Regions from separate parts of the Mus musculus genome. Here regions 1, 2, 3, 4, 6 and 7 are each linked to region 5. A link is a contact called in public HiCAR-type and promoter capture Hi-C data. All regions are on one chromosome and are shown on one strand. The core of a region is the stretch at or near the end of the contact, and the rest is flanking DNA. Distances in the headings are between cores, read along the strand shown. Region 1 holds the start of Zfp653 (zinc finger protein 653). Region 2 holds the start of Zfp809 (zinc finger protein 809). Region 3 holds the start of Pigyl (phosphatidylinositol glycan anchor biosynthesis, class Y-like). Region 4 holds the start of Zfp317 (zinc finger protein 317). Region 5 holds the start of Ppan (peter pan homolog). Region 6 holds the start of Swsap1 (SWIM type zinc finger 7 associated protein 1). Region 7 holds the start of Elof1 (ELF1 homolog, elongation factor 1).

Region 1 (3,932 bases), core at 777-3,276, 1.2 Mb before region 5:
CTGCCAAGCCAGACCACCTGAGTTTGACCCCCAGGGCCCATGTAGAAGGAGAGATCTCACTCCTACAAGTTGTCCTCTGAATTACACAGGGGTATGCATAAATGTTTACCCAAAAAAAAAAAAAAAAAAAAAAAAGGCAAGGCAGGCCGAGCTCTCTGAGTTTAAGGCCAGCTTGGTCTACACAGCAACTTCCAGATTAGCCAGAACTACAGATTCTGTGTTGGGGGTGGGGCTGGCACTGTCCTGAAGGCTCAGCTGAGGGACAGGTTTTGTGTTCTGGCCTCTAATCCTGCCTGCTCTCTTGCCTGAGGTAGAAAGTAGAGGAGATCCCAGAAGAATGGGAGCTGTACTACCCACAGAAGCTGGACCTGGAATATTCAAGGAGTGGTTGGGACGACTATGAGTTTGACGTGGATGAAGGTAAAAGCAGGTCTCAACACAGCACATCTGTGTGGTGGCCATTTGTCCACGCTCCACAGGATGAGGGGTCATATGCCCCCCAGGGTACCTCTCCTTGGCTACTCCCTCTCCCCTTTGTACTATCTTTTAAGGAGCATTCTATACTGACTAGTGATGTGACCAGAATACGCGCAAGCCTCAGGTCAGCAGGGAACAGTCAAGTTATATGTGGGGAGTTGGGAGGAGGCACATGGTAGCCTCCAAGTTAGGGCTCAAACTTAGTCTCTTGATAGTATCTGAGCAGCGGGTGGCATGGCCAAGGGAAATGTAGAACATTTATGTGGCACAGGGAGCTGGCTGTGAACTCATGGAGGTGCTCAGAGTACGTCACAGTGGTGAGACACAAACTCTTCTCCTAACAGTGACAGAAGGCCCTGTCTTCGCCATGTGCATGGCTGGTGCCCATGATCAGGCAACATTGATCAAGTGGATCCAAGGCTTGCAGGAGACCAACCCAACCCTGGCACAGATCCCAGTGGTATTCCGCCTGGCCAGGTCCACGGGGGAGCTCCTGACAACTTCAAGGCTGGAGGGACAGTCCCCTCCCCACAGTCCTCCCAAGGGGCCTGAGGAAGATGATGAGACCATTCAGGCAGAGCAGCAGCAGGGGCAAAGTTGAGTCAGATAGAGCTGGCATGAGGAGAAAAGACTGGGCTGGTATGAAATAATATGGAGAAAATAAAAAAATCAAAACCTCTTCCCTGGCCCTGTGGCTTCCCTTCGTATGTTCTGCATGGGCTCTTTTGGGTTTACCACCTTGGGACCCTTTTTTAAACTTGTCTTTTCAAAAATTCCATTTATAGATGGGCGTGGTGGCACACGCCTTTAATCCCAGCACTCGGGAGGCAGGCAGACAGATTTCTGAGTTCGAGGCCAGCCTGGTCTACAGAGTGAGTTCCAGGACAGCCAGGGCTACACAGAGAAACCTTGTCTCGAAAAACCAAAAAAAAAAAAAAAAATCCATTTATATATTTATGGTATGGGAGGGATGTGTGGAGGTCAGAAGACCATTTGCTGGAGTCTGTTCCGATATATGACCCTGTGAATCTCGGAAATGTAACTCAGATTGTCAAGTATGCCAGCCATCACCTTACCTGCAGAGCCGACTTGTTGGCCTTTAAAAACATCTTTTAAATGTATTTACCTTTATTTTATGTGCATTGGTGTTCTGCATGTATATATGTTTATGTGAGAATGGTAGATCTTGGAATTACAGACAGTTCTAGCTGCCATGTAGGTGCTGAATTTGAGCGCAGGTCCTCTGGAAAAGCAGTGAGTGCCCTTAACCAGTGAGCCATTTCTCCAGCCCTTTTGAAAAAATCTTTAATCACATTGCCGAAGAATTCAATAGAGAGGCAAGGATTACCTGAGTTTCAGTACCCAGTGCCTCTACCTCCCAAATAACTGACTTGTCAACAGAACGCACTTCCATGGCCTGGGCCGGACGGACTACGCGCATGCGCAGCTATGGCTAGTTGTCCCCGTTTGGCGCCGCGGGCAGAGAAGACCCTGTGAGAAATCTCCCGGCGGCGCAGACTAGGCGCGCCACTTCCGGTCGAGGCTCCTAACAACGGGGGAGGCCGGTAACCAGGGAGGGGGGGATGGCGGAGCGGGCTCCAGAGCCCGGGGCGGAGGCGGAGGCGGGCGCAGGCGGGGAGGCGGCGGCAGAGGAAGGCGCGGCAGGCAGAAAGGCGCGGGGCCGGCCGCGGCTCACCGAGTCGGACCGGGCCCGGAGGCGGCTCGAGTCCCGGAAGAAGTACGACGTGCGGCGCGTGTACCTGGGCGAGGCGCACGGCCCCTGGGTGGACCTGAGACGCCGCAGCGGCTGGAGCGACGCCAAACTTGCCGCCTACCTCATTTCGCTGGAGCGTGGCCAGCGTAGCGGTCGCCACGGGTAAGGGGGCGCGGGGCCGGGAGAGGGAGGGAGGGAGAGAAGAAGCCGGGGGAGGGACGAAAAGGGCAGCGGCCCCGCCCCCGGAGCGTGAAGCCCCACCCCCGGGCCGCCTGGCGGCCCTCGGTCTCGGGCTTAGGCAACCCAGACCCCTCACGCGCCTCCTCGCGGCTCCGCCTCCGACCCATTGACTACCCAATGCAAGCCTGTGCCCCACCCCTCTGCCCGCCTTCGGAAGCTCCGACTGGCCCGTCTGAAGAGTCGACCCGCCTCCACTGGCCTGGCCTGGGGCTGGCTCTCAGGTGTAAACCTCCAAAGGTGCTGGGCACTCTGATTTTCTGCGTATGAGTGCCTTGCCTTCGTGGATATATGTGTACCACGTGCATGAACTACCTGCAGAGGTCAGAAAAGGGTGTCGGATCCCCAGAAACCACCATTGTGAACCACCATGTAGGTTGTGGGAACCAAACCCGGATCCTCAACAAGAAAGCAGCCTTAACCCAGCCACCTGTTTCAACAACCTTGTCAGGGTTACTTGTGTGCATCCTGAGTGCTGGGACTAAAGGCATGTGCCAGGCTTGGTGTGAGGGCACTTTTATTCTTGTGTATGTGTGCGTGTGTGGTGTATGTAGGCCCACATAAGGAGGTGGGAAGACAGCTTTGCAGAGCTAGTCCTCTTCTACCACGTGCCCTCTAGGGATCAGACTAAGACCATGAATGGTTCACCACGCTGTAGTTGTCAGACCTATTGGTAAACTGTCATGTGCAGCTTGCCACACTGAGAAGCAGGCTCTGAAAGTGTAGATGGCCTCTCCTGTTTGAGACTCAAGCATGTCTCTCTCAGTGTCCTCCAGGAAGAGACAAGGACAGCAGAAGTGCCCAAGAGTAAAAACCCCATGCCCTTAAGAACAGCTAGAAGGTGGAGCATTTCCAATAGAGGTTACTCCTGCTGTCTCACAGTGCAGGTGTCCACAGTGGGAAGACAAGCTGGATGCTAAGCCATGGAGGGAAAGCTCACCCTGGGACTCCAGCTGTTGCCCCAGCTTCCCCAGCCAGTAGCTGCATGGTGTGAACACTGGATTGGATATTATCTGTCTGGTTTGCACAGACAGTTCCAGCCAGCCAGGGCTGCATAACGATACTCTATCTCAAATAAAATACAAAATGAAAATAGAGAGCATAGAAAGGGTTTGGCCCATAGTAAGGGTTCAGGTGTAGCGTGTTCTGCTCTTGTCTGCACTCATCTGTATGAATGATTCTTTAAGAGTTGATTCTAGGCCCTGAAGAGGTTGGATCAGTAGTTAAGAGCATTTGTTGCTCTTTCAGAGGGCCTGGGTTTGGTTCCAGTCACCAGCATTGTGGTTCACAACCATCTGTAACTCCAGTTCCAAGGGATTCCATGCCCTCTTCTGACCTCCAAGGGCATCAGGCAGGTGCAGAGACATGAATGCAAGTAAAAACTTATGCACATGAAATAGTAAAATCATTTTTAAGAAGTTATCCAGGCATAGTGGCACATGCCTGTAATTCCAGCATTTTGGAGGCAGATGCAACTAGAGCTTTTTGAGTTTGAGCCCAGCTG
Region 2 (3,939 bases), core at 1,045-3,544, 1.3 Mb before region 5:
ACCCTCAAGCCTCCCTAGAAGGGTCCCTGCCTAGTCCTGTTTACGATACCTTATTCTGTTTTTGTTCCCATGTTAAAGATACAGTATAGCTTATGGTCCTCCAGCATCAATACCAACCTATAGTTAAGATAGAAAAAGAGTATGATTTCTACTCTCCACATAGAGATATAGACTTCTGAAATTCTAAGATTAGAATTACTTAGTAGAAGTGAAAGACCCCCGAAGGGAGACCCTCACTCAAGCCTCGGGACAGCCGCGGACCCAAGAAGACACTGAGACCGAACTCAAAATGTAGTGGGCAAGATTTAATAAAGTAACAGCAAGAAAGCACATAGACCAGAGCTCTGGGGTCGAAACTCATACACCTAGTATGGTGTAGAGGAGAATCGACCTCGAGCCAAATTTTTCACAGGCTTATATAGGAAAAACTCAAGGGGGGAGAGCGGGGCAGGGAAAGTACAAGTTTGCATAACTAAGGGGTTCTGCCAAGGGAATTCTACGTAACTAAGGGGTCATATCCTATTATTTGGCAATGTACCCGGTTCATTCTGAGGTTGTTCCAGGAGGCCCTTATCTCAAAAATGTTCTTGGAACAGTCTTTAGTTGGGAGGGTTCGAACTCTAGGGTGAGGAGTTCAGGAATGCATTCTGGGGTGAAGAGTTCAGGAGTGTTCTGGGAACAATCTCTAGATGGGAGGGGTCGGGCTCTGGGGTGAGGAAGAGTTCAGTAATTTTTTTATCTTTATTCTTCAGAAGAAGAGGGGAATGAAAGGAAATTAAATAAAATAAAAGGTTTAAACTAAAAAGGCCTGGGACTGAGACTGCAAAGAAAACTAGCCCGGGCATGCCCGAGTCCGTCTTGAAGCTAGGTCTCCCAGGTCTCCCGGTCGTAAAGAAAGGGAGGGAATAGGAACTGCTTCTGACGATCTTGGCTGACTCTTTGACCATCTGGCAGCCCGGCGCCTCCTGCTTGCCCCCCTTTCTATAGAGAGCATAGTTAAAAGCTGAAACATTAACCAGATGCATTGTCGACTCTGATAAGCCCCCGGCTTTAGAATTCTTATACGCCCCGGTACTACTCTGCTCACTACCGCGCCAATTCTTCCTAGACCCTACCCTATCAAAACCCTGAGTTTTTGAGTCTCAGGGTCGATTCCTCTGTCTCCTGAGTGAGATACGTATTGATTGACCCGGAGCTCGGCCATTAAAGCTGCCTCAAGAAGGTCTCTCATGTTTCTTTGGGTGACCCCGCGACCTGAGACTTGAGTGGGGGGCTCCTTCTTGGGGTCCTACAAGATGGCTCAGCGATTAAGAGCACTGACTGCTCTTCCAAAGGTCCCGAGTTCAAATCCCAGCAACCACATGGTGGCTCACAACCATCCGTAACGAGGTCTGACGCCCTCTTCTGGTGTGTCTGAAGATAACTACAGTGTACTTACATATAATAAATAAATAAATAAATCTTAAAAAAAAAAAAAAAAAAAAAAGAGCAACTCAGGGCCTGAAGAGATCTCACAGTCATACTGCTTCCCCCTTGCCTTCTGCTCCTCGGTACCACGTCACAGTCTGCACCACACACATCCAATGCGTGGCTATTCCTGTACCTCAGCAATTTTAAGATTAAGTCTATCAGATACTTTAAAACTACTGTTTAGGACAAGGAACTGAATTTTTATCTTCCCCACTTCCTCCAATTAATGCGCAAAAATATTTAATCCTCGGGGATCCTTTCAGACCCACTAGTCTCTCATCCATCCTAAGGATGGGTTCTATCAACATCTCCCAAGTCTATAAAGTTCCTGATTGGTGACAGCCAGGACACTGACAGGCCTATCCCAGAGTGACAGACAGATGGAGAGTCACCCCTACTAGACCCAGCTCCCTGCACCCAGCTTCCGAGAGTTTCCAGACAGGGCGCAGAGTTCCCCATCCCAACCTTGCAGGTAAACGGAAGCCCAGAGTTCCTAGTGTGACACCGGCGCTGAAGCGACCCAGCGGTCAGGCATTCCTGTCTCTTGCCTGTGGGTGGCAGAGCTGTGCAGGGCGTTGCAGCCAGCTCGAGTCCCCACGCATGGTCGGGGCGCGATAGGACGCTCCGGGGTGCCCTGAGCCCGCCCAGCCCCCATCCCACAGCCATCCACACCGGCTCCACAGGGACGCCGCGCCGAGCTCACCATGATGGGACTGGGAGCGTCCTGTGACTCGGTCTCCGCCACCAGCACAACTTCCCGCAACGGACGCCTGGGGACCACAGGACCCAAGATGGCAGGCTCAGACCTCCTCTGAACTTTCTAAATCCACCCCACTTCCTCATTTCAGAGCGGTCCTGTCACAGGGCCTGAGTGACAGTCAAAGTCACCAATCGATGACGGAAGGCGGGGCGTAGCAAAGGGCATAAGGCTGTCTGATCATACGGAAAGTCTTAGCGGACAGAAAAACGGTATCACAATAATTTATTTTAATTCCCGTGAAGTTTTCTTACTGTGATGTGATGTATGTGTCTCTGTGTGTGTCTCTGTGTTTCTCTGTGTGTGTGTGTGGCGCGGGGGGTGGGTGGGGGGTGCTGACCTGTGGATAAATGATAAGATTAAGCAACTCTGACCCAACCCAGACCGACTCTGACAAAACACATACCAGAAAAAAAAAAAAAAAAAAAAAAAAAAAAAAAGTGCTGGCTGAAGGCTACCTGGGCCCTCTGGGGAACGAAGGTACTCTCCAAGGATGACCCGATATCACCCAGCCAACCAGACAAAAGGTCTAGCCATCCATCACCAAGTGCCTAGAAGCTGTTACTGTAATCTGCCCTCTAAAAAAAAAAAAAAATGTATACGGTGCTTGTAAGCTAGAACCGGGATCGCCCCCTGTCTCTTGCTTGAGAGACTGCTGAAGATCGATCCCTGCGCACCAGAAAAAATAAACATAGATCTTGTCTCACTTGGGGTCTTCCAGCAGGTAAAGCCCCTCTGGGGCTTTACATGAGAAGCATTTTTTTTTTTTTTTTTTTGGTTTTTTTCGAGACAGGGTTTCTCTGTGTAGCCCTGACTGTCCTGGAATTCACTTTGTAGACCAGGCTGACTTGGAACTCAGAAATCCACCTGCCTCTGCCTCCTGAGTGCTGGGATTAAAGGCATGAGCCGCCACGCCCCGCTGAGAAGCAATTTTTTTCTTTTCTTTTTTTCTTTTCTTTTCTTTTTTTTTTTTTAAGATTTATTTATTATTATATCTAAGTACATTGTAGTTGTCTTTAGATGCACCAGAAGAGGGCGTCAGATCTCATTAAGAATGGTTGTGAGCCACCATGTGGTTGCTGGGGTTTGACCTCAGGACCTTTTGGAAGAACAGTCAGTGCTCTTAACCACTGAGCCATCTCTCCAGCCCGAGAAGCAATTTTTAACACAAAATTTAAAACAGTACTGCAAAACTTTTTTATTAAAACCACGGCTAATGCTCAGAGTAATGAGTTGCATTATGGCCCTTTCATGCAGATGTGTAATTATACTGTTTTCATTCATTCTGTATTAACATTCAGAGTATAATAACCAAATAGAAGACCAACAACATTTTAAATCTGTCATGTTGTAATATCCCAAATTAACGTGTAAGCCCCACCTGCCTGGGGACCAGGTACCTTCCTGGAATGCTGTAAGCTGTAGTTCCTGGAAAATAAGGAAACCCCATGGCAAAGAAAGTAGAGGGTAGCCTATGGGTTTTGTCTTTACAAACTCCTATAGCACGTGACCCTGGCCTATAGCACGTGACCCGGGCCCACTTTCAGCTGGGAAATTACAGGAAATAAGTGGTTCTAACCAAAGTCCATCTCTTGGTCAATATTTAATAAAGTTTACTTCAAATTTGGCTCAAAATGGTGGAGTTTGGGTTTTTTTCTGGTGAATCTCAGCATTAGTAATGTAGGAAAATTTAAAGGCTTGTATAATGTGCC
Region 3 (4,104 bases), core at 116-2,615, 1.3 Mb before region 5:
CTAGTTATGTCTGAAGAGCTTCAGGCCCATCCATGTCCACAGATGGAAGAACACGTACACAGGCACGGTGACCGGCAAGAGCAAGCTGTAGAAGCACAGGCTGCTGGCGCTGGTGCAGCCCTCTGGGAAGCCTTCCTCCACGGAGGCGGAGTAGAGCAGGCCTGCCAGCGAGACCAGTGGGATGAGGACGGTCATGGTGGGCAGGGACCGGATCATCTTCCTCCCTTCTTAAAAGGTTAACTGTCTCAAGAAAACTCAGTTGTTTGAAAAGTTCTGTTCTCGTGCGGGTGCGCTCTTGTCTTATCTTCCCCTTGTCCCGACTCCTCATTCACCCAGGCATGCTTCCCAAGGGCACGCAGAAAGTCCAGGGGTCCCAGGCCGAAGGTGCCGGCTCCTCAGCCTCCGCGTCACACGCAGCGGTTACCAGCGACTGCAGACACCACCTGTGTCCCTCGCAGCGCAGGCGAGAGGTCTTTTAACTGTATGAGAAAAATGCAAGATGACAAGATGAAGGGCAGGCGACGGGAAGGGAGAGGAAAGGATGGGGAAGCAGCCAGTACCAGCACTGAGTAGGTTAGAGACAGGATTGCTGGAACCGGCAGGCTGGCCTCGAACGTTGTGATCCTCCTGCATCAGCCTCCCCAAGCCACCACATCCGGCTAGAAAGAAGCCTTTAAAAAAAGGAGTGTCCTCCAAAACTGCCTATAGTGACCCCCATCAGAGGTATCAGTATTGAGGAGGCAGTGACAAAAGAACGGCTGCCAGACCATGCTTAAAACACTACAAGTGTCATGAATTACTTTGGGAAGTAAGCAATTTGAAAAACAGAATGAAGGACAGGTGGACTGATAATGTTTTTGTGAACTGGGGAAGCGGAATGCGACCTACAAATCCGGGTTCGCTTCAGACATCTGAGTGAGGCTTTCTATACGAGGACTGGCTGGGAACCAGCACCAGAACCTGGGGCCAGGTCACGAGCCACCCGCGGTCAATGCACAGACCGAAGACAGCGCCATCCCTTGGGCGCAGTCGCCTCGGGGACCAGAAGGGGCAACGAGCCCGCTGCAGTCTCTGACCGACGGAGGGACAGAGCCGAGCCGAGCCGAGCCGAGCCGAAGAAAACCGAGCCGAGCCGAGCGGGGCAAGACAGGACAGGGGGAACCCGGCCGAACCGAAAACGAACCAGCCAGACAAACGGAGTCGGCGGCGTCCATGGCGCAGACGCCAAGCTGGCGCGAGTCCCGCCCCAGCCGGTTTCAACAGCTCCTCCGCTCGTATTTCGAGACCCTCAACTCACCGTTTGCAGGCCTGTAGGAGTCCGGTCCCTTCGGCGCCTGGCGGTGACAGTCACCGCCCCACGAAGGCGGGACAGCCCGGCCAGCCGCCCAATCAAATCCCTGCAGGGGCGGGGTGAGGAACCCAGATCCCGCGATGGAGCCGGTCCGCGCGTGCTCATTGGACAGTTCACCTTGCCTTCGCTCCCAGGCTCAGGCTCCGCCCCCGTGGTCTTGATTGACGGGTGAGGCCAGAAAGACTCTGAGAGCACCGGATAGCTAAGGATCCCATCGTCTCTGGCTGGGCGTCCCCTATGCTAGTCCTGCTGGAAGTAGGAGAGGAACGTATTTGCCACAGTTTATTCATGGCGCTCCAGAGCAGACAGTGGGGTCTTTCTGCACTGAAAAGCCTTCCCCACTTTTTTTTTTTGGTTTTTCGAGACAGCCCTGGCTGTCCTGGAACTCACTCTGTAGAACAGGCTGGCCTCGAACTCAGAAATCCACTTGCCTCTGCCTCTGCTGGGGTTAAAGGCGTGCACCACCATGCCCGGCTGCCTTCCCCACTTCTAATTGATAAACTTGAATCCTGAATCGCACCTGGCCTCAGCCACTATCATCTATCCTCTTAAGCAGCGGAAAGATGACTGATACATTATTTTACGTATGAATCGGTAAATGGCAAAATAATAGTTTGTGCTGATGAGATGGCTCAGCGAGTATAGGCGTTTCCTGCCAGGTCAGACTACCTGAGATCGACCTTCCGGTACCCACATGGTGGAGAACTATTTTCCTCTGACCTCCACACATGTATTGTGGCACACCTGAGTGTACTCCCGCAAAAAGTGCAAAATGAAGTTTTAAGAGAAAATGTAGCCAAGCACACTCCTAATCCTAGCACTCCTTAGGCAAAAGCTAGCGGATTTCTGTGAGTTCGAGACCAGCCTGGTCTACATAGCAAGTTCCAGGTCATCCGGACTACATAGTAAGACGATGAGTGTGTGTGCCTTGGGGTTGGGGGGAGGGACGGTGTTCGTAAATGCTGTCCACGGGGCCGGCCACTGCCTTGCCTAGTGAGGCAGTGTTATCTCTGATCCCAGCGTAAAGAAAAATGAGGCTGAGCTAGGATTCTGCACAGTACTGCACAGGAAGCTCCATCCCTTAATCTTCCCGCAAGCTAAAAGATCAGAAAGTTTTTCTTCTCAGAGGTAAGTAGTGGTATAGAGTCCGTGCAGCTTCTGTTGCAACCACAAGGTGGCAGGAGAGAGCTGAGGACAAACCATCCTATGGTTTACACAGAGCAAGTAACAAACATTTTTTAATTTAAAAATTTAAAATCGGAACAAAAAATAGCCAGCAAGATAGTTCAAGAGGTAAAGGCACTCACTACACACGCCTGTGAAAAGGCCAGTATTGGCGCAAGATACCCAAGACCAAGTTCTTAGCGTAGAGGGGTTTTGCCCCAAAGTTCAAAGGGCAGGGAATAAGAGCCAAAGACAGGAGATAGAGGATGAGGGAGAAGGGGGGTGGGGGGGGTCACAACAGACAGGATGATGACAGCACAGCAAAGGACTGCCTCTGGGTAGAGGGGAGAAAGACGTGGTGCACAGGGAAATGGCGGTTTAAAAAGGTAAAGAGGAAACCCCGTGTTAGGACAAGGTGTTTTTTGTTTTGTTTTTTCAAAGGTTTACTTTTTGCGGGGCAGTGGTGGTACGCGCCTTTAATCCCAGCACTTGGGAGGCAGAGGCAGGCGGATTTTGAGTTCAAGGCCAGCCTGGTCTACAGAGTGAGTTCCAGGATACCCAGGGCTACACAGAAAAACCGTGTGTCGAAAAAACAACAACAACAACAACAACAACAAAAGATTTACTTTTAATGAATATGAGTACACTGTCGCTCTCTTCGGACATACCAGAAGAGGGTGTCAGAGAGATGAGGGGCAGACAGCAGAGGGGTCACGATCTATCATGGAGGGACTTCATTGCAGAGACTCAAGGCAGAAGTTTGAAGCAGAAACCACGGAGGACCACTTCTTACTGGCTTGCCTCTTCTCCCACACTCAGACAGCTTTCCATGTAACCTAGGCCCACTTGCCTAGGTTTGTTACCGCCCACGATGGGCTGGCCGCTCCTATATCAGCTAGAAACCAAGAAAATGCCCCAGAGACAGTCCCACAAGCCGATCTGATGGATGTAATTCTTCAATTGAGGACCCTTCTCCCCAGATGACTCTAGTGTGTACCAAGCTGATGGTAAAAACCAACCAGCAGGATGCATATGCACCTGGCCTACGTCTTGCACACACTTTACCCTTTTACAAGTAAGGGCGTTTCAGTCTAAGATTTTCATTAGAGCCTCTACAGTCATGGTACCTTTAAAAATGTCTTTCTCAATTGCCATTTCCCCCTTTCTCTACTAGCTCTCCTTAACCTTTAGGTTAATTTTTTAAAATATTTTTTAATTTATTTTATGTATATCATGTGGTTGATGGGAATTTGAATTCAGGACCTCTGCTCACTCCGGTCAGCCCTGCTCACTCCGGCCTAAAGATTTATTTATTATTATATCTAAGGACACTGTAGCTTTCTTCAGACACACCAGATGAGGGCATCAGATCTCATTACAGGTGATTGTAAGCCACCATGTGGTTGTTGGGATTTGAACTCAGAACCTTCAGAAGAACAGTCAATGCTCTTAACTGCTGAGCCATCTCTCCAGCCCCCTCGGTTAATATTTTAATTGTCACAGCTTGCCTGGTAAGTGACAAGATGAAAATGCATTCTTTTTTAATTTAAAGGAATTGTGTGACTATCTCACAAATCTGTAATTAAGTT
Region 4 (4,153 bases), core at 1,160-3,659, 1.3 Mb after region 5:
TCTGTAAATGATTTCATCCACTGAGCCATCTTAATGGACCCCTTTTTAGTTCTTATCAGATAGGGTCTTATGCATCCCAAGTTGGCCTATAACTAGACATGCATACAGTACACACTGTCCTTGAACTTCTGATTCTCCTACATCTACTTCCTAAGTGCTGAAATTGTAGGCGTCTACCAACATGTCCAGTGATATCCTTACCCAAAATATTCCAGAATTTAGAGGGAAAAAGCCTCTGACATGTTTTGGGAAGATGGCTGGCATGAGCCTGAAATAGAAAAGGAAAACTTAACAGTAAAACACACACACACATACACACACACACACACACACACACACACACACAAACAAGCAAACGCAGCAAGAAGTTCCTAATGTCAGGAAAATGTGTCCTTTCTAAACTTAGTTACTACTGAAAAGTCAATTGTCCTAATTCCATTATGCTTGAAAAAAAACAAAAACAAAAACTCCATTATTTGCTTATTCACTCGATATACCAGCATTATATTGGTCAAGCACAAGATATTTCAATTCACCTGAAATACAGCAGGGGAAAAAAGAGCAGAAAAAAAGAAAACACAATAGAAGAGTACAGCAATACAGAAGGAAAAGAAAAGGACGATAAAAACAAACAGATGAACAAAATTAAAAACAACAAACAAAAAACAAAACACCTCCAGAAAAAGACAAGTTCCTTGACATAAAAATAGAAAAAATTCCAGCATATGGGAAGCCAATTTTACTTAAGAGTCAGAAGGAAAGCAGGGTCATCTATGATTGTGCTAGATAAACTCACTACCAATATTTCAAATCTCCATCCAAACCAGGATATAACAAATGTGTATAATTAAAAGGAAGCATATTTACTTATTTTAGTCAGGTGACAGAACTGCCTATGAACAACATCCAAATACTGTACTAAATTAGTAGAAATATATATTTTAGAAATAATCTTGATCTCAAATTCATAAAGTATAACAGCTTGAAGAAAATGTTATTGAAAACACAGGTAAGGAACAACAATATGAACCACAGAATTCTAAGGTGGGGGATAGGGGACTTTTGGGACAGCATTTGAAATGTAATGAAGAAAATACCTAATAAAAAATTAAAAAAAAAAAAAAAACAAGTAGAAAAAAGGTTGAGAGGAAAAAAAAAGAAAATACACTTAAAATCAAATTGCTCAGCTATATAAACAGATTAACTATAAAATTTAATGGCATAAAAATGTCAATATTCTAAAGACTAAAATACAGACCCAACACACCTTGGAGAGAGAAATGCAGCATCTGGGTTTTACATCTCATTTTAAAATATAAGGTGTGACACTATTGAAAAGTGACTACCTTTTGAGTTTAAGATACTTGGTGCAATGGGATACTTGGATCAGTAGAAAAATGATTTCATTAAAATACATAATAGTATTGGGGGAACAGCAAAATCCACATATTTCACTATAGGGGAGAGAAAATATGTACTATAACAAGAGCACACGAGTCTTTAATGATCTCCATCATAATCTAGCTTATAAATTCACTAAATGGTCATCGTTTTAATATTTTTTCATAATATAAAAATTGCCATTTTATTTAAAATTTAAGTGTTCAATTTCCCTGGCACCTATCATGTTCATTATTGTGTAACCATCATCACTAACTTCTAAAGTCATGTTTATTACTTACGGATACCATTGTCACCTTGTAGACTACAAACAAAAATTTGGCCTCTGCAAAAAACATAGCTATTGCTATCTTTAATTATCTTTAATTATATGTTTATTGAAGTTGTGGCTTTTATATAAAAGCTTGGAAAAATATTATGGAAAAAGTTCAAAGTATTTAATTAGATTAACTTTCAAATTAAATTACAACTATGTTTACAAGTAATTTATTCACATGAGGATTGTCAGCCAACAAACGCATAAAGCAACTGATGATTTAACATAATAGAAAAGGTATTAGGCAAGTTTCACAATAACAAAAAGAAAAAGGTGTGCACATATCAATGATAGTTTTAGGAAGGAAACCCATGCTAAGAGCAATCACTGTCATTCCGACACCCCTGAACATCCTGGTCTACATATTTTAAAACCTCTCCTGGGTCGCCAGGATGGGGACCTCAAGGCACGCCTCCTAAGGTTTCTGCTGTCCTCATCCCGGCCACAGCCCTCCGCTTCCTGGAGCTAACGGGTTAAGTGACGAACCACGGGCTTACCAGACTGAGGGTGGAATCCAGGAAGCGGAAGTCTCCGCGGCTAAGGCGGAAGAACTAGAAGTTCACGCAAGGCCCCGGAATGCTTCAGAACGCTTCGGGGAACAGGAGGGTCCAAACACAGGGGAAACCCCAACTATCCTTTCGCACATGTGACTTCCACTAGCTCCCCGAAGCAATGGCTTCTACTTCACGTCCGTCTTCGAAATCTCGCGAAACTTCATAAGCCTTTTATAACGTGAAACCTTCACGGCGTGCATCTTGGGAAATGGAGTTTGATAACCTTAATGAGCCGTGCATTCTTGGTGAACTAGGAACTCTCGCGAAACCGATTAATTGCTTCTAAATGAGATTGAAATGGTTTATGGGAAATGTAGTTTCTACGTTGGACGGCCCTGACAAGGGTTTATGGGAAATGTAGTTTCTAGTTGGACGGCCCTGACAAGGATGCTCAAGTAGAATATATATATGTGTGTATGTGTGTATGTGTGTATGTGTGTATGTGTGTATGTGTGTATGTGTGTATGTGTGTATGTGTGTATGTGTGTATGTGTGTATGTGTGTATGTGTGTATGTGTGTATGTGTGTATGTGTGTATGTGTGTATGTGTGTATGTGTATATGTGTATATGTGTATATATGTATATATGTATATATGTATATATGTATATATATGCTTTTTCCAAGTTCTAATTGCACCACATCATCTTATGGGCCTGCCTTCAGCTTGTTCTTCTTTCTAAGATCATCAACCTGAACCTGTTAGCAGTCACTCTTCCTACTTTAAATATTGTATGCAATCACTATAACCCATAACCCATACCTATACCCCCAAAACTACACTGCCTTACTTAAGATATTTAGACACATATTTAAATACTGAAAACACACCCAACCTAACCTCAAATATAGCAGCTTTATCAACTTGTTCGTTTCAAAATCGGTGTCAACACAAAACTACTCTTGCCGCAGATAAATTTGTTCACAAACAAATACCAAAGACCATGACCCAGAAACACCAACTGAGGGTGTGACAAAAGACAAATTTTTGCCAAGGAACTGCACACATGGGATTTTATTAGTCATAGAATGAAAAGAGTGAAAGATCAAGGCATTTAATAAATATGATGGGTGATAGATTAATATCTTGCAGAAAAGTAGGACAAAAAACTCTGCTGTGTATCTGTGTTGCTATCTATAGCATTGTAAGTTTTTAGGATTGATTAAGATTATTCATGTCTTAATAATATATGTTAAAGAATTTCATAAAGGTTGTTCAGCCAGATATAGGGATGGGCAATGAAATGAACTGAGGATACTGGAAATTGCCTAAGTTAATTTGATTTATGATAGTATTTGAACTTCACATGAAGTTATAAAGTTCTCATAACCATAGTATTTCTGCATTATCAACCTATCCTCTCAGCATGGACCATGAAAATCATGATACTATTAAAGATTAAAGAATCTTCAAAGTTAGTATACATTTGTATTCTCTTTTTCCTTTCTTTTCTTTTCTTTTCCTTTTTTTCTTTTCCTTTCTTTTCTTTCTTTCTTTCTTTCTTTCTTTCTTTCTTTCTTTCTTTCTTTCTTTCTTTTTTTTTGGCAGTAGGGAAATTTCAGATAGTAGCAGTCAACATTTTTATACTTCTATTTGTCAACCTGCATTCACTAATTCACAAAATATTACTCATTTTACCTTGAATGGGTCAATTTAACACTAGCATCTACCACACTGAGAGTCAAAAATGTTACCAGGTAGCATCTGAGACATACAGCAATGATTTCCAGGCTCTTGCTGTAACTCTGTTGCTGTTTGAAGGTAAAATTGTAGCCACAAGCTTATGTAGCTGACCAATACAGGGACATCTGTTTATGCAATCTGTGTAACCTTTAGGAACTGGAACTTTGATAGAGTCACTAGAGTGGGTAGGTCTTGAGGT
Region 5 (3,873 bases), core at 1,057-3,556:
AGTCCTCAGACTGTCTGAAGCACTGGCTAAAGGGGCCACCAAAGCCAACCACCAGACTTAAGACATTGTAAGGAACCTAATCTGAGAAGCACTGATGCCAGGGTTTAGCATCTGAAGCTCTGGAGCCAGGAGCGTACTTGACACTCTAGTCTTCCTAGGTGGCTTATTAGAAAAGACCACAAGTCTAATCCTAGCCTGGTCTAACATACGACCTTGAATCCAGAATAAGGGGCAGAGAAATGGCTTAGTTGGCAGAGTGCCGGCCTACAATGCACAAAGCCCAACACCTTTCAAGGTGTACTAAGCACAGAAGAGATGGAAGATCAGAAGTTCAAGTCCAGCATCAGCCTCAAAGTTGGAGGCCAGCTTGAGATATATGAGACCCTCCTATCAACTCCTAGCCCCGCCTCCGAATTTAACATCAAATCAGTTGCTTTATGCCAAGCGAGTCTCTCCACTCAATGGAGGCGTAACATGTGGTCTGCTCCCCCTCCAACTGTCCAACCCTGGCCCCGGCAGCTGTCACAGATCTGGCCCACCGTGTGCACGTTGATGGACGGGAACAGGTTCTGGAACATGGTGGCCATGAGCTTGATGTGCATGCCCTGGGGGCCGAAGCTGTTGAGCACCAGGAGGGGAGGGTGGTTAAACTGCTGCTCGTGCATCCGGTGTCGGCGCAGGGAAGAGACCACGTCCCGTATCAGTGTATACTGAAAGGAGGGAGAAGAGAGGCTAAGCACCCGTGTGACCAGGGCCCTCCCCAGGCAAGCCGGGCTCTCATATCTACCCTTCTCACCTTGCTGATCTGGAACGTCAAAGTGGGGCCTCCTGGGAGCCGCATCAGCTTCTGCCAAAGAAAGGGTGGGTGAGGGTGCAGGGGTCTGGCTGGCGGGTGGGGCGAGAGAAGGGAAAGCCCTGCTCCTTCACTTCAGAGCGTTTACTTTGAAGCCAGCATCACAAGAGCTCAGGGCAATGGGCTCATCATCAGACAGGAGCAGCTGGGGCTCAGGGAGGGAAAGGGACGGTGTGGCGCGCACTCACCAAGTATACACTGTTATCTGTTTTGGTCAAAATAAGGAAGTGTGTGACCCCCAGGGGGCCAGCCACTGCCACACAGTCCTTCAGGGAGTTCTTCTTTCGAACCTGATAAATGGAGAAAGAAACGGACACAAGGGGCTGGTGAGATGGCTCAGTGGGTAAGAGCACCCGACTGTTCTTCCGAAGGTCCAGAGTTCAAATCCCAGCAACCACATGGTGGCTCACAACCATCTGTAATGAGACCTGAGACCCTCTTCTGGAGTGTCTGAAGACAGCTACAGTGTACTTACATATAATAAATAAATAAATCTTTAAAAAAAAAAAAAAGAAACGGACACAAACATTGAGAGAAGACGTTTAAACGATTATTCTGAGATGGTATTTCTGACCACACACTCCTTTCTGGAGGTATTGGGGTTTTACCTGTACCCCTAAACTATTGCCCCAGCACTCAAAAATACTCTTTAAAAAGTATTTTTTACAAGCCTGTTGGGAGGGACGCAAAGATGGAGGTCAGAGGACTTCAGGAGCTGTTTCACCCCCTCCACTACGTGGGGCACAGGAATTGAACTACAGTTTAACAGCAAGCCCCCTTTCCCACTGAGTCACCTAGCGATTGCCCCCAAAGTATGACTTTCCGTTTTTTACACAAGACCTCACTATGTAACCACAGATGGTCTCTATGGTGATCTTCCCCCTCGATTCTATTCCCGATTTCGCCTGCACACCATTAAGCCTGGGTCAGAGGTGCTGGGGATTCAGCCAAGCCCTCCCACATGGAAGGCAGGCGCTCAGCTTCTGGCCCCAAGTCCTCGCCAAGATGCCGAGCCCCGAACCTGGAGCTGAAGGGCTGAGGGATACAGACCTGCAGGCGGGTAGCGGTGAGAGGTTCCATGACCCGCCGCACATCCAGGCTGAGCTGCCGGACATTGCGACCCGCTCGGCCTCGCGTGAACACGAACGAGTGCGGCTGTGCAGCGTAGGACTCGAGGTTGCGGAGCTGCGCCTGGGCGCGATTGCGCTTCTGATGTCGGGACTGCGGGGACGACAGGCAGGCGGTGAGCGCCCAAGCTTCGGCCGCGACCCCACCAGTGCCCCATGCCCGCCCAGGCCGCCGCGCCTCACCCGCCCGGACTGCCCCATGCTGCCTGCTTCCCCACGAGGCAGCCTCTGTATTCGCTTCCGGCGCACACCGCTCACTTCCGTGCAGGAGACGCAAAGAGGACGGACTTTACGTGGCCAACTTCCGGTGCCACGCGGCTCGTAACTCTTCCCACTTCCTGCGTGCCGGCCAGTGACGTCATCCAACGGTCCTTGGCTCCGGACGGCTTAAAGGACCGAGAATCCTTTCCAGGGGTCTTTATAAAGATGCCGTGGTCCTTTTTGCACAAAAGAGAGGGGCCTCACAATTATTTGAGGGTTCGAGTCCCTATCCTGAACGTTTCGGCAAGCGTACTGCCCCCTTTGTTTGGCCTTTCAGTTTTTTATTCTGAAACAGGATCTCACGCAGCCCACGCTGGCCTGCAACTAACAGAGATCCGCGTGCGTACACTGAGCGCTGGGATTAGAGGCATGTGCCACCCTTCCTGGCTGACTAAACTCACACAGATCCGTGGGCCCGTATCTTCCAAGGACAGGAACTAAAGACTTGTACCACCATGTCCACCCCCTCTCCAAATAGATTGTATTTATTTATTTATTTTTAAATATTTTTTATTACATATTTTCCTCAGTTACATTTCCAATGCTATCCCAAAAGTCCCCCATACCCTCCCCCCCACTTCCCTACCCACCCATTCCCATTTTTTTTTTTTTTTTGGCCCTGGCGTTCCCCTGTACTGGGGCATATACAGTTTGCGTGTCCAATGGGCCTCTCTTTCCAGTGATGGCCGACTAGGCCAATCTGTGGTGGTGCATATGAGGAGATCAGAGGGTCATTTTTAAGAGTTGGTTCTCAGGCTGAAGAGATGGTTCAACGGTTAAGAGCACTGACTGCTCTTCCGAAAGCCCTGAGCTCAAATCCCAGCAACCCCAAGGTGGCTCCCAACCATAATGAGTTCTGACGCCCTCTTCCGGTGTTTCTGAAGACAGTTACAGTGTACTTACATATAATAAATAACTCTTTAAAAAAAGAGTTGGTTCTTTCCTTTTGCCATATGAGGCCTGGAGATGGAGTTCAGATCCTCAGACTTGGTGGTAGGTGTCTCTACTCAACTAAGTCATCTTGCCAGACCTCTAAAATGTTTTAAAATATAATTGTGTTATGCTCATGGGTATTTTGCATGCACAGATGTTTGTGTGTCACTTCTGAAAAAGGAGCTGGAGTTACAGATGGTTGTGAGTTGCCATGTGGGTGCTAGGGATTGAACCTGGGTCCTCTGTAAGAGCAGCTAGTGCTCTTAACCCTGAGCTAGCTCTCCAGGCAATTTTATCGGCCAGTGACGTCAGCTTACCAGTATTGGATTCCCTTATGTTTTTCATTCATCTTTAGTTTGACTCCTTCATTTTCTCTTTCTTCCTTGCATCTATTTCCTTCCTTTGTTCCTGCCCCCACTTCTCTCTCGCTCATTCTTCTGCTAGTCCCATCTGTTGTATCTTAACAGCCATTCCTCTATTCTGAGGCCCTTAACATACCCCCAACTAAGTATCCTGGCACCCTGCCTTCTGTGAATAAAGATGCAGTCCTGATCCTGGGCACAGTGGTCCCTGACACTTGGGGCTCACGCAGTTGTCTGTCAGATCCTGAGGGCCATCTTTGCTCCCCAAAATCCTGTCTGCAGATGGGCAGAAGTGTGGAAACTTCCTCTGGAAGGCAAGCACTCTGAATCTTTCAAA
Region 6 (3,882 bases), core at 378-2,877, 1.1 Mb before region 5:
TCTACCACGAGGGTCCCGGGAATCAGTCAAATTACCGTGCCTGTTGCCAAGGGATCTTGCCAGCCCTGATGACAATAATGCTAGTTTATAAACAGAAAATCTACATTTTTCAGGTCTTTGAATCTGCACCTGTCTCTGAAGTAAGTATCCCATCCAAGGGAGACCCAGGACCAGGGAGGTTGTCACATCCCAAAGTTAAGGACTGGCTTCCAGCACTTGAATCTTTCTTCTCTGGGCTGAGCTTAGAAGCCTGGGCAAGCCATGGGGTGACCTTCATCTCTCCACAGGGTAAGAAACTCACTGACCACTCTGTCCTAGGGCTCAGTTTGCCCAACTCTAGGCTGGCTCGAAGGCAGCAATGCTGTCCCAAGCCTAGGGCATCTGGCTGCAACCAGCACTGTGCAGGAAAATATCGCTTAAGTAATGGCAGATGTGGGGCATCGGCCTCTGCTTCTTTCTGGGTTTCAAGGGCCACAACAAGCCCACAACTGCCATTGGCTCCAAGACGGTGGCTAAAGAAGGCAGCAGTATCCAGAAGCAATGCAGCCAAGTAGGCGGCTTCCTGGGCACTGGGATCCTCTGCGAGATATTCTTCCAGGCCGTCCAGGAGTAGAAGGGATGGGGTCGGTGCTGGGGCCTCATGGGCAGAGGCCAGCAGCTGGAGAAGCTCTTGAATTGAGGATGGGTACTGGAAACGAACCTTCTAGAAGATAGGAAAAGGCTAGACTTAATATAGGAGGTCAAAACTCCCTATTATGGCTACCTCACTTCTATACTTTCCGGTCTAGGCTCTCATGGTCCATATATAAAGTTCCAGGATGAAGCACCAGCTCAAATACTTCACCCTTGTCACCTGCCCTTCTCCAGCAGTTGTCACTGCTCAAGATTATTTAAGGAAAAAACATTTTTTTTCTTTAATACAGGGCCTCATGTGACCCAGGATGATCGCAAACGCGTTTTGTAGCCAAGGATGGCCTGACACTTCTGAGAACTGAATCCCAGGCATATATTATCAAGTCTGGTTAAAGGGATAGAAAGAACCCAGGGCTTCGCGCATGTTAGGTAAATTCTCTGTTCAGTTAATCCCAGTCCGTATTTTTTTGTTGTTGTTTTTGGTGGTTTGTTTTGGTTTGTCACCCATGCTCACCAATGCCGCCCGACCACAGGACGGTCTTTCACTTCATCTTAACTAAACCCGCACTGTCCCGTCCCACGACCCTACTCCGCCTCTTCCACCCACCACTTCCACAGACGCTTTATGACGATTTAGTTGTGAATCTACGATTCACGCTGCCATTTGCCTATCGAACTGTCACTCAGGCGCGAACTAGCCCGCCATTGGGTAACGCATTGCCAGGTCCAGCCCTCCGTTTACCTGGAGCCGCCAATGCTCTCGCGCTGTGGGTGTACTGAGCGGCAGGCTCTGAAGGGGCCTTCGCGTCACGAAGAGGACGGACCCGCGGCCTTCCCCTGCCGCCTCAAGGGCGGCTGCAAACAGCAGCGACGTCTGCGCAGAGCGCGGAGCGCCGAGCAACAGCAATGGCGGCCCGGCAGCGCCATCCTCTCCTGGCCTTGCCGCGCAGCCGGCATTCAGCACCCGCCTCAGCGCCTCCGCCATTTGCTGAGTGCCGCTGACCAATCAAAAGCGATATCTCATCTTGGGCCCGCCCACACAGAGGCCTCATTGGCTATAGTTCACAGACTAAGTTCGTCGCTGGAGCTGTCAGCCAATGATCAAAACACGGAGCGTGGAGGAAGTGGGTACTTTGAGGGAATTGCTGCAAGAAGCCGTGTGATCGATTAAAAGGAAAGGAAGGTCGAGGGTCCAAACGTGCTCCAAAGAGACGCCCAGGCTCTAGGTCGGAGCTGTAGAGAATGGCTCAGTCGTTACGAGCACTGGCTGCTCCTCCAAAAGACCCGGGTTCAGTTCCCACCATCTACTAGGTGATTCACAGCCATGCACAAGTACAGTGTGAGGGAATCCGACGCCCTCTTCTGGACTCCGCGGACACGTGGCACCCATATATTTATGGCCCCGCGCTTATACACACACTCATGTAAAAATAAATCTAAACATTAAAAAAAGTAGAAGCCGGTCGGTGGTGTCGCGCACCTTTAATTCCAGTACTTGAGTGGCAGAGGCAGGTGAATCTCTTAAGATCAAGGCCAGTCTAGAGAAACCGTCTCAAAAAAAAAAAAAAAAAAAAGTAGGTTCCCTTAGATATATATTGAGGTTTGCAACCAGCCTGAGTTACATGAGCACCTATCTTTAAAAATAATAATAATGATGATGATAACCAGACTTTTAGCTTGCCCACCTGCAAAATGAATATTGTGATTCCATGTGATCATTGTAATGCGTTGGTGTGAACAATTGCTGATGTCACCGAAGCAAAGTTCACAGAGACCTGTTTGCTTGTCTCTGCATAGTTGAATATGGGGAATTTTATTTTTTGGTAGGGTCCCAGACATTTTAGCCTGTGCCACTATGATAAGTTAATACAAGGCTGGGGGTGAAATTCGGGGTTTTGTCCATGCTGAGCAGGCACTCTGCCCTCCATGGGGGGAGGGGTGATTACATTTATTTAGTTGGTGTGAGTGTGTATATACTCCCATTGACACAGAGTGCATGCACTCTGAGGACAACTTCTGGGATGGGATGCAGTTCTTTCTACCCCACCATGTGTGTCCCCTGGATGACAGATTTTTAAAAAAAGATTTATTTATTTATTTTATGTATATGAGTGCTCTGTCTTCATGTACACCTACATGACAGAAGAGATCATCAGATTCCATTGTAGATGGTTGTGAGCCACCATGTGGTTGCTGGGAATTGAACTCAGGACCTCTGGAAGAGCAGTCAGTGTTTTTTAACCGCTGAGCCATCTCGCCAGCCCCTGGATGACAGATCTTCAGGGCTGGTGGCAAGAGTCCTCTAAGCCATCTCACTGGCCCCGATTTCTGGGATTTTTTAAAAATCTTTTTTTGTGTGGGCGTGTGCAGGATTACCTGTGCCACCTAGCGTGTGGAGGTCAGTCCTTACCTTCTAGCTCATTTGCACAGTGTGTCTTGTTCACTGCTGTGTATGTCAGACTGGATGACCGTCACAGCCCCACCACGAGACCGATCCTGTGTCCAGTGTTTAAATGGGTCGACTCTCAGGCTCGTGCCTGTACATCCTGCACTGTACATACTGAGACCTCTCCCAGGTTCCCTGTATGAGGGCCCTTTAAGAGGCCTGTCATCTAACTTTCTTTTTGGCCTGGGACCTTCTTAATGCCTGCTTGTATTAAGAGGAGAGAGAAAATTGTGTGTGTGTAGAAAGAGAGAGAGAGAGAGAGAGAGAGAGAGAGAGAGAGAGAGAGAGAGAAGAGAGAATGAGGGCTTCATTCACAAGAGTCTATGACCACACTGGAAAAGTGCAATTCTTGTCAAGTCACTGAATGAAAGAGGAAGAACTGAGGGAACCAAGGTGAGTGGTGGGTGATCCTGATTTCTCAGCCAGTCTCTTCACCCAAACTTGGCTCGTGAGCTGTCACTCAAGCCTGTTTCCCTGGAAACCTTGTCTCCTAGTAACTTCAAAGTGGTACGGTTGCCTGGAGACCCAGGAACAGGGCGGAACTGTGATTTCCTGAGCTTACTCTTTCCCTCTGGGGACAGAAAACAGCTTCACAACATCCCCCAGTACACCCACACACACAGCTGGGCACCCTCACCCTGAGCACACACACACACACACCCTGCACACACACATGCACACCCCAGAACACACATACCATGCACATACACACACCCTGCATGCACACACATGCACACACATGCTATGGCATTCAGAGTTCTATTGCCCCCACACACATAAACAGCTGAACCCTGACACAAAGC
Region 7 (4,117 bases), core at 1,279-3,778, 1.2 Mb before region 5:
CCTGGCAGTCGGAGCTCTGAATCAGCAGTCAGCTTCACCCAATGTCCCTTTTCCCAGAGTCTAGAAAGGAGAAGTGACAAAGTAAATGTCACATGTAGAATGCAAACCAAGTTCCCTATCCAGCTAAGCACCAAATGCTACAAAGATTTCTCAGAGGCACGGCGAGGGACACTGGAGGCTGTGCCATGCCCGCAGATGGACTTCTGTCCAGCTGAGGTGACAGTAGCTACCACTTGCTGGTTTTGAGATCAATGTTGTTTGTCCCCTGCACTTGAAGTGAAACCCAGGGCCCTGTGCATGCTAAGCAAACACTCGACCACGCAATCCACAGTCCCTGGGTGCTTTTTCTTAGATACGGTCTCACCATGTAAACCAGCCTGGCCTCAGACTCACAGAGCTCTGCCTGCCTCTGCTTCCTTGGTGCTGTGTGCTACCACACCCAGTTTATTACTACTGGTGTGTGTGTGTGTGTGTGTGTATGTGCACATATATCATGACACACACATGGAAGCCAGAGAACTACTTGGAGGGACTGGTTTTTCTTCTTCCACCATGGACTCTGGGTATTGAACTCGAGTCACCTAGCTTGCAGGGCAATCATGGTTACCTTGTGAGCTGTCTCTCCACCCCACGGTTGGCTTTTTGAAACAAGAATTCACCGTATAGCTTGGGTTTTTCTGGAGACCACTGTGAAGTTAGGCTGGTCTCTGGTGTATGCAGATTTCTCGTTTCCCAATCCTGAGTGTAGAAATTAAAGGGTCGATTTACCATGCCTATCTTTGATTTTTTTTTTAAGTTTTGGGGGCTGGAGCTAAGTTGCCCAGGCTGACCTTGATCTGTTTAGCCTCTTGCTTCAGCCTCCACAGAGGCTGGCATGACGACTTACAACAAGCCAGGCTAAGACATCGGATTGTTTATTTTAATTCTGTGATTTTATTTATTTTGATACGAGGCATGATGGCTGGCCAAGTCCTTGTGGTTAGGAGTCAAAAGCACGGCATGGTTGAACACACCTGTAATCCCAGCTCAGGAGGCTGAGATAGAAGGATTTCATTGTCAGAATGGGCTATAGAGAGAAACCCTGTGATTGGCTGCCCCAAGCCCCTGCTGCCAGTCTTCCACGTCGCCGCAGACCATGCCCTTGAATTGTGAGCCAGAAGAAACTCGTCTTCTCTCACGCTGCAGGCAAGATATTTCATCAAGTCGGCAAGCTACAGGGTAACATGCATAGACTTATCCCACGTGCATTTGTGGTTTTGTTTTGTTTTTGTGAGCCTCCCACTGTTGCCAAGGTTAGCTTTGAATTATTCACATTAGCCCAGGCTGGTTAAGAACTAGCACAGATCTTGTTTCTGCCTTCTGAGTACTGGGATTTAAGTCCTGAACCACTACACTCCTGTGTGAGTAGATGCTGCCAACCAGAAATGGTCTTCAGAAAAGGCAGTTCCAAGGATGGCACTGCCCCCTATAGGGCATTCTCTTTAAAGCATGCGTAACAACGTGTGACACAGCTAAGCACTTTCCGTGTGTGTGTGTGTGTGTGTGTGTGTGTGTGTGTGTGTGTGTTAAGAATTGCCTTTACCCGCTGAGCCATCTTGCTGGTCAGAGCCTTTAATTAAGAAAAGAAGTATGTACTCAGCAGGTATATTTGTGAGGGTCTGCATGTGAAAGCCAGACCCTCACATCTCTCCATCTTACATATTGATGTAACGCAGTGTCTCTTGAACCCAGAACTCACCTCATCTGGCTAGTCACCGTGCCCTGGGGATCCTGTCTCCTGCAGGCTTGGATTACAGGCGGGTAACCAAGCCTACCTGGCTTTTCTGTAGATGCTAGGGATTCAAGCTCCTGTCTTCAAGCTTACCTGACAAGCGTGCTGGAGGCCCATATAAGGACCCTGGAAGAAGGAAGGCTCACTTTTCTTCGCCTGCTTGCATTTACTTGCCAGTACGTCTGTTGGAACCTATTTCTATTTCTTTACCAGCTAAACCAACTGGCCTCGTGGGACTGAGCGACGAACTACTAGATTCTTGGACTTCCCATTCACAGCTGACCATCGTTCGGGTAGTTGGACTACAGACTGTTAAGTCATCACAATAAATCCCCTCAATATAGAGACATTCCATAAGTTCTGTGACTGTAGAGAACTCTGACTAGTACAATGTATTTTGACCATTAAACCCCCTTACCCGTTCTCCTGTCTCACAATCCCGCTGATCCCCTCCCTCTCCCAACTCGTCTCTTCTAGGGCTAGGATATTGGAGTGAGCATGGAGGGTAGGGAAAATCTAGGGTTTCAAGGAGGTAAGACAAGTGAGACGAATCCAGGAAGATGATTACAGGTGAGGACCTTAACCAGGATGAGTACAGGTGGAGCCACCGCTCCTCGCGATCACGAACACCCCTAGGATTTTGCTTGTGATTGAGCAGGACTGTGGCGCATGCGCTGTAACAATTGCGCGGAGCCAGGTAGTTGGAGGCGGGGTCTACACGCGCATTTAATTGGTTAAGGAGTGGGCGGGAAACCCAAAGCGATATTTCCGTTTCCGTTAGGGGCCGGAAGTTAGCGTCTCCTGGGTGAAGCGGCCTTGGCTGAGAGGCAGGGCTGGTACAAGTAAGTGTAGGGTCTCGCGGGCGGGCGTTGGGCCGGGCGGACCGGCGCTCTTCTCTAGATCACCCGCAGGGCGTAGAGCTGAGGCCGGGGCATGGCTTTGAGGACGGCCTCGTGGGGAGCCTGACCCCTGGATCCCTGCAGCTGGGCGAGCGGGCGGCGCCACCGAAACCTGGGTGAGGCGGACGCCGTCGCTCTGCCCAGATCCCTTCCCGCCGTCCCGGTCGCCTCGGGACACCATGGCTCGTTCGCAGGCTGCGGTTTGCCGGTGGGATTCTGGGGCCCCACAGAGACAGATTCCGGGCAATTCACTGATTTGTTCAACAAGTAGTTATTAAGTGCCTAAGGTATACCAAGCACTGTGCGTCCTGGGGATACAGCAGTGACCAAGTGAAATCCTTCCTCAGAGATTGATGGGCAGGGTGGCAGACGCCGGAGGAGCTTTGAGGAGTTTTAAGGTGATCGTGAGTTTGTTTTGGATGCTGTGTGTGTGTGCGCGCGCGGGAGAGAGAGAGAGAGAGAGAGAGAGAGAGGCAGCCAACAACTTCACCTGCCAAGCCATCTCCCTTGCCCTATTTTGAAAGTGTTAGAAATCTTTTGTCCTACATTTTTCCCTATATGTGTAGTAGAATGTGTACAGAAGTTAATGGACAACTTGGGAAATACATCCTCGCTTTCCACCTTTACGTGGGTTAGGGTTCCAAATTCAGCTTTTCTGGCTTGGCAGCAGTGCCCATAGCAGCTGAGACAGGATCGACTAAGATGCCCCGCCTGCCCCGCCTGCGATTCCGTTGTAGCTAGCTGGTTGCCAGGGCCAGATGGGAGGGGATGCAAACACATCCACCTAGACAGTTGACAGCTGGGCTCGGCACCAGGCAACGCTTCACCGTGAGGGTTTGGCCTTTCCTTTTGTGTGTCTCACACTTTTGTCTCCGTTGCTCCGGGAGCTTCAGCCATTCGTTCTGAAGTAAAACGACGAGAAAACCCTTCATCTGGCTCAGACTCTTCCTGGCTGTCTTGTCATCAAAGCTGCCTTTTGTCATCTGGAATGACTCCAGAAGAGAAGGTCTTTCCTGATCTCTTTCACCCAAAGTAGCCCCAGCTCAGAGATTTGTATTTCGCTCTAATAGCCTCGTAGAAATAGGATTCATCCAGTTACAAGTTTTCTCAGGAGCCTGTCATCTGTAACTATTAGTACAGATATATTAAAGATTTATTTATTTTTATCTTTTGTGTCTGCCATATCTGGATCCAGGGTATCTGATATGTGACCTCAAAACCCACAGATTGAGGACCCCTGCCCTAGAGCCTTATCCATGCTTGGCTACTATCAGCTGAATTCATCCAGTTAAGCGTGTTCCTGTTGCCAGGTGGTGGTGGCACACGCCTTTAATCCCAGCCCAGGAGAGACAGGGGCAGGTGGATGATAAACTTGGATCTCTGAGTTCAAGGCTAGCCTGGTCTACATAGTGAGTTCCAGGACAGCCAGGGCTACACAGAGAAACCC

The links. Promoter capture Hi-C pulls out the DNA fragments that hold promoters and counts their contacts. HiCAR-type assays count read pairs that join an accessible place to other places. Capture Hi-C pulls out chosen DNA fragments and counts their contacts.
Region 1: a promoter capture Hi-C map of erythroid cells shows a contact between it and region 5, with 14 times the contacts expected there. The contact joins the promoter of Zfp653 here to the promoter of Ppan in region 5. A contact is called at or near these places in 2 of 39 promoter capture datasets (erythroid cells and liver), 2 of 484 Hi-C or Micro-C datasets (both in B cells) and 1 of 9 other capture datasets (liver).
Region 2: a contact with region 5 is called in a promoter capture Hi-C map of liver, with 2.6 times the contacts expected there. The contact joins the promoter of Zfp809 here to the promoter of Ppan in region 5. A contact is called at or near these places in 3 of 39 promoter capture datasets (liver and pre-B cells) and 1 of 9 other capture datasets (liver).
Region 3: a contact with region 5 is called in a promoter capture Hi-C map of erythroid cells, with 7 times the contacts expected there. The contact joins the promoter of Pigyl here to the promoter of Ppan in region 5. A contact is called at or near these places in 2 of 39 promoter capture datasets (erythroid cells and liver) and 1 of 9 other capture datasets (adipose tissue).
Region 4: a HiCAR-type map of astrocytes shows a contact between it and region 5, with 4 times the contacts expected there. The contact joins the promoter of Zfp317 here to the promoter of Ppan in region 5. A contact is called at or near these places in 1 of 39 promoter capture datasets (pre-B cells) and 1 of 115 datasets of contacts at active chromatin or transcription factors (astrocytes).
Region 6: a contact with region 5 is called in a promoter capture Hi-C map of liver, with 4 times the contacts expected there. The contact joins the promoter of Swsap1 here to the promoter of Ppan in region 5. A contact is called at or near these places in 3 of 39 promoter capture datasets (erythroid cells, fetal liver and pre-B cells), 1 of 115 datasets of contacts at active chromatin or transcription factors (microglia) and 2 of 9 other capture datasets (adipose tissue and liver).
Region 7: a promoter capture Hi-C map of erythroid cells shows a contact between it and region 5, with 10 times the contacts expected there. The contact joins the promoter of Elof1 here to the promoter of Ppan in region 5. A contact is called at or near these places in 4 of 39 promoter capture datasets (erythroid cells, liver and pre-B cells), 1 of 484 Hi-C or Micro-C datasets (B cells), 1 of 115 datasets of contacts at active chromatin or transcription factors (astrocytes) and 1 of 9 other capture datasets (liver).

Annotation. Positions count from the first base shown.
Region 1 is chr9:22,069,470-22,073,401 of GRCm38.p6, reverse strand. Zfp653 (zinc finger protein 653) reads left to right here and starts at 2,026. Exons shown (of 9, transcript NM_177318.3): 1 at 2,026-2,353. The coding sequence starts at 2,061. Ecsit (ECSIT signalling integrator) reads left to right here. Exons shown (of 9, transcript NM_001253897.1): 8 at 315-420; 9 at 822-1,156. The coding sequence ends at 1,078. It overlaps Gm16845 (predicted gene, 16845), which reads right to left and starts at 2,400. Exons shown (of 3, transcript NR_040407.1): 1 at 2,238-2,400.
Region 2 is chr9:22,224,067-22,228,005 of GRCm38.p6, reverse strand. Zfp809 (zinc finger protein 809) reads right to left here and starts at 2,294. Exons shown (of 5, transcript NM_001164624.1): 1 at 2,174-2,294. The coding sequence starts at 2,176.
Region 3 is chr9:22,154,107-22,158,210 of GRCm38.p6, reverse strand. Pigyl (phosphatidylinositol glycan anchor biosynthesis, class Y-like) reads right to left here and starts at 1,365. Exons shown (of 2, transcript NM_001082532.1): 1 at 1,298-1,365; 2 at 1-479. The coding sequence starts at 216. The coding sequence ends at 1.
Region 4 is chr9:19,620,347-19,624,499 of GRCm38.p6, reverse strand. Zfp317 (zinc finger protein 317) reads right to left here and starts at 2,409. Exons shown (of 9, transcript NM_172918.4): 1 at 2,215-2,409.
Region 5 is chr9:20,886,608-20,890,480 of GRCm38.p6, reverse strand. Ppan (peter pan homolog) reads right to left here and starts at 2,306. Exons shown (of 11, transcript NM_145610.2): 1 at 2,164-2,306; 2 at 1,904-2,074; 3 at 1,042-1,143; 4 at 797-847; 5 at 540-710. The coding sequence starts at 2,181. It overlaps LOC115487308 (a small nucleolar RNA gene), which reads right to left and starts at 997; the gene lies at 913-997.
Region 6 is chr9:21,953,498-21,957,379 of GRCm38.p6, reverse strand. It overlaps Swsap1 (SWIM type zinc finger 7 associated protein 1), which reads right to left and starts at 1,627. Exons shown (of 2, transcript NM_025870.1): 1 at 1,376-1,627; 2 at 1-703. The coding sequence starts at 1,618. The coding sequence ends at 110. It overlaps Gm45914 (predicted gene, 45914), which reads left to right and starts at 1,374. Exons shown (of 1, transcript NR_132099.1): 1 at 1,374-2,096.
Region 7 is chr9:22,115,606-22,119,722 of GRCm38.p6, reverse strand. Elof1 (ELF1 homolog, elongation factor 1) reads left to right here and starts at 2,528. Exons shown (of 3, transcript NM_001357311.1): 1 at 2,528-2,613.